2 separate regions of the Zea mays genome follow, and region 2 is linked to region 1. The links are chromatin contacts, called in public Hi-C maps. All regions are on one chromosome and are shown on one strand. The core of a region is the stretch at or near the end of the contact, and the rest is flanking DNA. Distances in the headings are between cores, read along the strand shown.

The links. A called contact is a pair of places that touch in the nucleus more often than the background predicts.
Region 2: a contact with region 1 is called in a Hi-C map of ear, with 2.1 times the contacts expected there. The contact joins the promoter of LOC100192075 here to the enhancer-like site in region 1. A contact is called at or near these places in 6 of 25 Hi-C or Micro-C datasets (ear, leaf, leaf mesophyll and 1 more).

What each region holds. Positions count from the first base shown.
Region 1 is chr3:6,883,745-6,887,795 of Zm-B73-REFERENCE-NAM-5.0, forward strand. No RefSeq gene overlaps it. Among protein-coding and RNA genes, the nearest start is that of LOC100285940, 18 kb to the left of the region's middle. Within about 2 kb of position 1,322, at least 20 of the 20 cell types and tissues checked have an H3K27ac peak or open chromatin away from gene starts, as enhancers often do. A contact at or near this core is called in ear, leaf, leaf mesophyll and 1 more, where this site is marked.
Region 2 is chr3:7,008,266-7,012,411 of Zm-B73-REFERENCE-NAM-5.0, forward strand. It overlaps LOC100192075 (hexokinase1), which reads left to right and starts at 1,789. Exons shown (of 10, transcript NM_001137498.1): 1 at 1,789-2,006; 2 at 2,465-2,687; 3 at 3,164-3,314; 4 at 3,389-3,571; 5 at 3,795-3,869; 6 at 3,956-4,111. The coding sequence starts at 2,500.

The sequences.
Region 1 (4,051 bases), core at 72-2,571:
TTTTTATATGATAGTCCAATCTAGTGATTTGTTTCTCACGGTGTCGCCCCACCTAAAAATTTGTCATATGTTCACCATTGTGGTTAGGTTTTGCATGGATGACATGATTAAGCAACAACATATTGATATTAGCAGATACGGGTTCAAAAGGAAGTAGAGTGGTATAGTAGTGCTAGCGTGTATTATAATTGAATTCCTTCTCTTTATTGTTTGTCCCTTTCCACAGGAGATAGAAAGCAGGAAAGACAAGAAACAAGGGGGAAAAGCTAGGGGATGCTCCCCTATGTCTTGCTCCTTTTTCTCGCTCATCTGGTGTATAAAAGTGCACATACATGTAAACCTTATTTGGATAGTCTCGTATTTACCTCAATTCACGATTGAGATGAATACGAGAGTAACCAAACAAATCCGTATAGGTCTCCCATTCCCATCACATGCATGTATGGTCGATTCCGTCCCAAAAGGGAGTTGTAAGGAGAATTTGTGTTGGTGGGATTGAGCATAATCGAGCATGGCATCTTTCATCCTTTTTGGATTCTCTCACGATGGGCACGTTCATGAGCTTGCTGCTTTAATTTAGGGTTGTTTAGCCTCTATGGACTAATTTTTAGTCCCTCCATTTTTATTTTAGTTCCTAAATTATTAAATACGGAAAGTAAAACTTGATTATTTTGGAACATAAATAAAATGAAACGAAGAAACTAAAAATTAGTCGGTAGAAACCAAACACACCTTACCCAGCCTGATCTTTATGTTTCACCTTTACAGTAAGCGATTGTTCATGAGCTAGATAGGCAGCTAGCTAGTGCAAGGGTATGTTTGGTTGGGTTGTGGCTGTCAAAAAAGTTGCTGTGGGCTGTGAGCTGTGAGCTGTGGAAAAAGCTGCTGTAGGCTGTAAGTTGTTAAAAAGCTAAAAAACCGTTTGGTGGAAATCACTAAAAGTCGTTAAAAATTCTTCGATATATGTTTTCATATTTCCATCCGAAAAGCCACTAAAAGCAGGTCCAGGGGTGCTTTCAGATTTGCACTACGAGAAAGTTGACTTTTAGAAAAAGCTGCTTCCTGGATCCAGACCTTTGGTTGGCTTTTGGCTTTTAGGGGGGCAAAAGACAAAGCCAAAAGTCAAACCAAACACACCCCAAAGGTAGGTACATACAAGTGCAAGGAAATAAATTCAGTGCTGTCCTAGGGCTGGCTGGTGGGCTTTGCTTCCCTACGACCGCGAATGGGCCGTTTCGTATTATTATTATCCGATTCGTGGACAGTGGCCCGGAACCGGGAAGGCCGTGGAGGCATCATCGGTGGGCTAGGGTGAGAGGCCCTCCTGAGTCCGGGCCCAGTCCGACGCCTTCCCGCAGGTCGACCGTCTCATTCTCCTCCGTCTGTAGCCGTTACCCATTTGTGTCATTTGGGTGGCAGTGCCAGTGTGTCATTGTGCTGTGCGACGTGTGTCAAGGCCTCGAGTTCTCTGACGAAAACACACGAGTCACGCGCGCGCTGGAACAACCAGGCCGGGGGGGCACAGTTCCTTCAGTTCAGTCCACATGCACTTCTTCAGTTCCGGCAGACAACTAGCTAGCAGGTCTTTTTTCTTCTCCAACGCGCAGGAGAAGATTGTTTGCTGAAATCTGCCACAACTATCCTCTAGGTATGATGCGTTCTTCTTTGAGCCCTTCCTATATGGCTATATAGGAGCAGTATGTTTTTCCCCCCCTGGATCCGCCGCCGCTGCTGCTGAGAAAAATGCTGAGCAGTCTGTTGTGTCTGATCGTCCTAGAGACCTGGACCTTGCGATTTGCTATTCCGACGTCAGATATTAGAAACAGGTCACCACCTGTACTCGTACGCACGCCATCGCCATGCATATCATCTTCGTCATGCATCCACCCATAGCAGAGCATTGATGAGGGTCATTAACCGCGTGCCTCTGTTGCTGGAGGAGAGGGATCGCATTGCATCCCTTCTGGGCGGAGTCACATGAATCACCTCACTCACTCACTCTGCTGTATCTGTCTCTCAGTGGTCTCTCGCGGTGTGTGCTGGGCGTTCCTTTTACTATGTGGCAGGCAGAGCCAGAGCCCAGAGCCAGCGGCATGTTTTGGATTCGAAACAGGGCAACCTCGTGCTTCGGAGTAAATTCCTTTGGATGGACAAAAAAAAAAGAGAGAGGCAGGATCTGAGGAAGACGCAGCCTGCCATTCCCAGAGCCAATTGCTTCCTTCTCTCTCCCGCCGTACCCCATGGTTGAAGGCTTCATGCCTTCATCGATCGCCGCCTACCCCTACCTCCGGGGTTACCCCTGTGACGCCGGTGTCCACAGTCGTCCACTGCAAGAATGTACTACCTGCCCCCATGGCCCCAATCCCCCCATCCAATCAGGGACGTGCAGATAGGTAGGAGAATCTCTGGGTCCTTTGGCTATGGAGACACGACTGCACTGCACCGGCCACCGTTGTCCGCGGGCAGCAAGAGCGAGCGAGACCTGGATCTGGATGGAATCCCTCAGGTGCAGTAACTGCCTTCGCGCCCACAGCGCTACTAGTAGTAGGTGTGGTGGACCTCGGCCGGCTCCGATCCAGCGGTGATTCAAATGCTCTCTCCCTGCGCCGGAGCAGCCGTTTCAAACATTCCCGCGAGATCGATCGCCCGACCTGCGGGCAAGCTCTGCGCCCTGCATGCGGTGGTCCGTCGACTGCGTCTCAGAGCTCGGACCAAATGAGCCCTTGCCCCCTTGGTGCTACTGCTGCTGCTGCTGCGGGGGTGGGGGCGGGGCACAGGTCTCCCCCCGGCCGGATTTTAATTAACTCGGGATTAATGGAGATGGCTAGAGCAACGATGGAGAGGATCGCTGGAATCTGGACGACCGGCCACACATCCTTCAATCTTCTTGATGCTCTCTGAATCCCACGGTCCGGTGGTCTGCCCGTCGTCGGCTTCAGGCCCCGCAGCGTGTTCTTGCCGTGCTCTCTCTGCGCCGCTCAAGAAGTCAAGATGCGCGCCCTATTCATCCTATGGTTCACCAATATCGTCAGCAATCATGTTAGTTCTAGTGATTAGATTATTAGATAGAAAAACGGCACACCCTGCGTCTGGATCGATAATCCTGCTGGCTGCAACAGATGCAAACTCCATGTGTCCATCTAGGGATGGCAACGGGGAATTCCCCGCCGGGGAATAGCTCCCCATCCCCGTCCCCGCGACGAAAAAACTTCCCCGCGGGGATCCCCACGAACGCTTGCGGGGAGCATTTCTTTCCCATCCCCGTTCCCCGCGGGGATAAATCCCCAACGGGGATCCCCATCCCCGTTTAAATTACAATTAAGACATACATACTTTGCTATTAATGTTAAATATTGCCGCTTATACACATTGTCAGATATAAGAAATCATTATGCATACATCAAAATGAACGCATTTGTACAATTAGTGGTCTCTTGATAAGGTAATTATTTATTTTTGTCGTTAACTAGTACAAAAAACATAATCACATGCAAGTTTAACGGGTCCCCGCGGGGAACGGGGATGGGGAATGCTTCCCCGTCCCCATCCCCGTTTACCCGTCGGGGGTTAAATTTTCCCCGTTTATATCCCCGCGGGAGAAGTTTCTTCCCCATCCCCATCCCCTAATGAAGGAATTCCCCGCGGGGAATCGGGGATCGGGTCCCCATTGCCATCTCTATGTCCATCCAAGCTTTCGAATCCTCTCACACTCGAAAGTCAAACAGCAAGCCTCTGACCAGCTGAGCTTCAAAGAGCATGCAAGCCGGCCGATTCTCAATCACCACAACGGTATGGCGGCTAGATACTGCCGTAGCCCCTTACTCCTAGGTACTAGACTTCCTATTATAGTACTGTATGATTGGCGGGGAGATCGAACGAATCCCGGACCGGCACAAGTGGCATTTGTAAACTGGCAACAATAATTCCTCACAAAACCAATGCAATTCAAGCAAAGATAAAATAAAATATACTAAAAAAAATTGTCAGTCCTCGTCGTCCGTCCACTCGTACTATATTCTCTCGAGATTATTATATATATTGCGAGTATCAA
Region 2 (4,146 bases), core at 539-3,038, 120 kb after region 1:
GGTTTTCCTATACAAGGGATTACTTATCGAGCCTCTCTTATAGAAATGCTCGTTAAGATCCTATTCATATTAGTAAATCACTTAGTAATCACATCTTCGATGTATGTAGCAGGTCTTGTTATCTAAATGCATGCAATCAATTTGTATACTTGAAATCAGATTACATAAAGATGGTTGTTTTGTTTGACATATAACCGTTGTAGACTCAAGATGAGAAGATCAAGAAAAGAGAAGGGTAAAGAATGTCATATATCTCAAGAGCTAGATAATTTTCTGATAAACAAGTTGGAATTGCCTCAGCAAAAATGGATGGAATTGGACCAAAAAAGTTATTTAGTTTTGTTGTTGATTATACATCAGTGGAAACATCAAGATTCATGAGTCAACCAAGTATCACATTGACCAAATTGAACAAACGATAGATCAAGGTTGTGTTCATTGAGAATGTAATACGGGAGAATGAACATACATTAAACAGTAAATTTCTATTTCCTTTTATAGCAAAAAATCATGTACTAATGCAGAACAAACAAGATGTTCACACACGTTCATTTACTTCTCGTGACTAATCTCATAGGCTACACACAATTGCTCTATAGTGACAAAAATGTGATGCTCTAAGTGTCATGCTCATGTGTGGATGGTTGGAAAGATGACATTACTTGTGCATGATTGGTACGAGAGGTTGTCGAGTGTTATGCTAATGCGAGACGAGTCACACGTTAACGTGCTCCTTTTAGCTCTTACCAGCATTCATTGTCACTTTAGTCACCACGTGAGGTGCACGCCTGATGATGCATGCAAGACTTATCCTCTTCCACTCTCCGATATAGCTATGGAAAGGCGAGACCCACGATGTTCTCTAGTCGTGACATCGATCTTGTTGGTTTCCCCCTCCACTAACCTAGCCAAAGGTCGAAGTGTTCAAGTAGGTATATGTTCTATAATGGAGTCAATGGTGGCATTTTTTGGCAGGTTGTTGTCCCTCCAAACCGCTGACGCCATCCTGCGTGTCATAGCCTATGCAATGATATCCTTATGGGGTACGTTTCTTCCCACAAGTTTGGTTGCTAGTTTTATTTATTTTTCTATGTGTGTGGGTGGGTGGGTGGGTGGGGGGGTATTGCTACCTTGTCGATGTGGGTTTCTAATGTCTGTTACCCGGCCATTAGAACTTGAATGTATCAATTACTTCTTTTCTTAGCAAGAAAGGGACCTTGCCAAAGGCCATTCAACATGTGTTGTTGATGATGATTCTATCACCTTATATGATTGGAATTTGAAGGCGTCGGTCACTTCTTTCCCTAATTTGCAAGGCAATGTCCTTGCCTATTGTTCATGGATGCGGAGACACATCCTTAACATCGTATGTCCATCTCGAGTACTTTACTCTGATCAGCTTCGACAAGGCTATATCATTCATTCTAGGTTTGAAGGAGGGTGAAAGAGAAGTTTCAAAACCTGCAAGGACTTTGTTTCTTAGTCTCAGTGGGTCTTCCTGTATCGGGTTGTTTGCGTAAGTTAAATAGTGCATTAATATTAATATCAGTCCAACTCCAACGAAGTTTCCTTTAAGAAAACAAAATCCTACGCGGGCGCATGCAGTAATCGGATATACACGTACTTGGATAGTTGGATGGCAGTTGGCAATAAAAGGCGTGCATGACACGTTCGCTGTGTACAGGCTAAGCCATCTGTCATCGCTCTTAACCCCACGTAGCAGCAATCCAACGCGCCCACCTCCGTCCATAAATCCACAAGGCCCCCGGAGTCTCTGCCCAGCGGGCCCGGCAGTCCCACAAGATCACAGCACATACGCTTCCTCCATTCCACTCGGCCGCGACCGCGACCGCGACGGCGAGCGAGGGGCCGAGGTGGGACGCCGCGCCGCTTCTGCAGAAAGAAAAAGGCCAGGTGAGGTGCTCGACGCGGGAGCGGGACCGGAGTAGCGCCAGCGTCCCATTCCCGGCCAACCTCCCTGTTCATCTCCATGCCGACCTGACTCGGTATGATAAGATCCATGTGATCCAGAGCCTGATCCGAACACGATCCCTTTCTCCCCTTTCCCTGCGTAGTGCGGAGCTCCAGTGAAGGAACCAAACAGCGCAACACACGAACACACCAGGCGGCAGGCTCCACCCCGTCCTTTTCCTGCCTTTTCCCCCCGTCGAGTTAATCCATCCAGTCGCCAAAAGCTTTGCTAAATTTCACGTGTCTCGCCTCGAGTCGTCCCTAATCCGACGATGCCTTGTTCTACTCCTAAAAAAACCCAAATATCCTGACTTTCTCTTGCTGCTAGCCTCCCTTTTCCCTTCTCCCTTAATCGCACTGTTGGAAGCTCTTCGCTGTCACCCCCACCCACCTCCGGCGCTCTTTTTTAGCATTTTCCTTGGGCTCTGGACTCCAAAATCCCAGCCTTTTGTTTGCTTCTCTGTCTCCTGCTGATTGGTGTCCCCGGGTCCAGGACTCTTGATTTGCTCCTCGCGGGGGTTCGGTCCCATGGCGGCAGCTGCGCTGGCAATGGCAGAGCAGGTGGTGGCCGAGCTCCGAGTGAGGTGTGAGACGCCGCCGTCGATGCTGCGCGAGGTGGCCGTGGAGATGGCCCGCGAGATGGGCGCGGGGCTGGAGAAGGACGGCGGGAGCAGGGTCAAGATGCTCCTCTCCTACGTCGATAAGCTCCCCACAGGGTTCGTGCTTCTGAACCTGTCTTTCTTGCTCTGTTTGTATGATGATCAGAGGATGATTTTGCGTCCTGTTGCTTGTTTGGTAGTCCTAACAATAACAGGATGGTGTAAAGACCTCGTTCAGGAAACAGTATTTTGTAGAAAGTCGTGATGTGTTCCTTCCATGCTCGGCATCACTATTATTGAGAGGATATAGCATATCAACATGTTTCTGTTTTTTTATTCTTTTTGGTAATAATTTATATGACTGGATTTGAGAACGATGTATCTATGGAATGAATTTGGCCATCATATGCAATAGATTCTACGTCTGAATCTGATAGCATAAAAGGACTATCCAACTGTACAGTGATTTATGTGAGCTTCAAGCTACCTGATGCATATAGACATAATCTAAGGATAATTGTTGTAAAGAGGCAGGCAAATCCATCTGCCTTGAGCACACCGTTACAGTATTTTACTTGTACCACTGACTTCAGGAGAGAGGAAGGATTATTCTATGGATTGGACCTAGGAGGAACGAATTTCCGCGTCTTGAAAGTGCAACTAGGTGGGAATGCGAAGCATGTCGTTGACCGTGACTCCAGAGAAGTCGGCATTCCGCCACATCTGATGTCAGGGAGCTCCTCGGTAAGTATAGCCGTCAAGAATTCAGTTAATGCGGTTTGTTTTTAATCTGACAGTATGCTTTTACAACATCCTAGGAGCTTTTTGGTTTCATTGCTTCTGAATTGGCCAAGTTTGTTGACGATGATGAGAAGTGCGCTAACATTTCGAATGGCAAGAAGCGAGAAATAGGGTTCACGTTTTCGTTCCCAGTGAAGCAGCGTTCTGTAGCTTCCGGTACGCTTGTCAAGTGGACAAAGGCATTTTCCATTAATGATGCTGTAAGTCTTGATGTGCCCATATGCCAAACTTGTCTGTGTTCAACGTGAAAGGTTTTGTTAACTGAAGCTTCTCGAAGATCTTGTATTGCTACCCCATTTATGATCATAGTGATCTTTATCCTGAAGCTATTTTTAGTAACAATGTTTTATTGGATCAAGTGTACGCACTGAAATGGTTTCTTATTGAAAACGCTCCGTTAAATTGATGTTTGTATGGAATCAGGTAGGCGAAGATGTGGTGGCTGAACTGCAAACAGCCATGGAGAAGCAAGGTCTGGACATGCATGTAGCTGCATTGGTGAGTGTTGTCAACATATTTTTTTTTATACTCCATCAGTCTTGGATAAGCAACTTGTGGTTTCAGCAGACCTTGTGATGAAACAGATTAATGATGCTGTTGGGACGCTGGCGGGAGCAAGGTACTATGACAAAGATGTTGTCGCTGGTGTAATATTTGGCACTGGCACAAACGCAGCATATGTTGAGAAGGCAAATGCTATTCCAAAATGGGAGGGTGAGCTGCCCCATTCAGGAGACATGGTAAGATTCGAGCCTTGGAGACCACATTGTTTTTT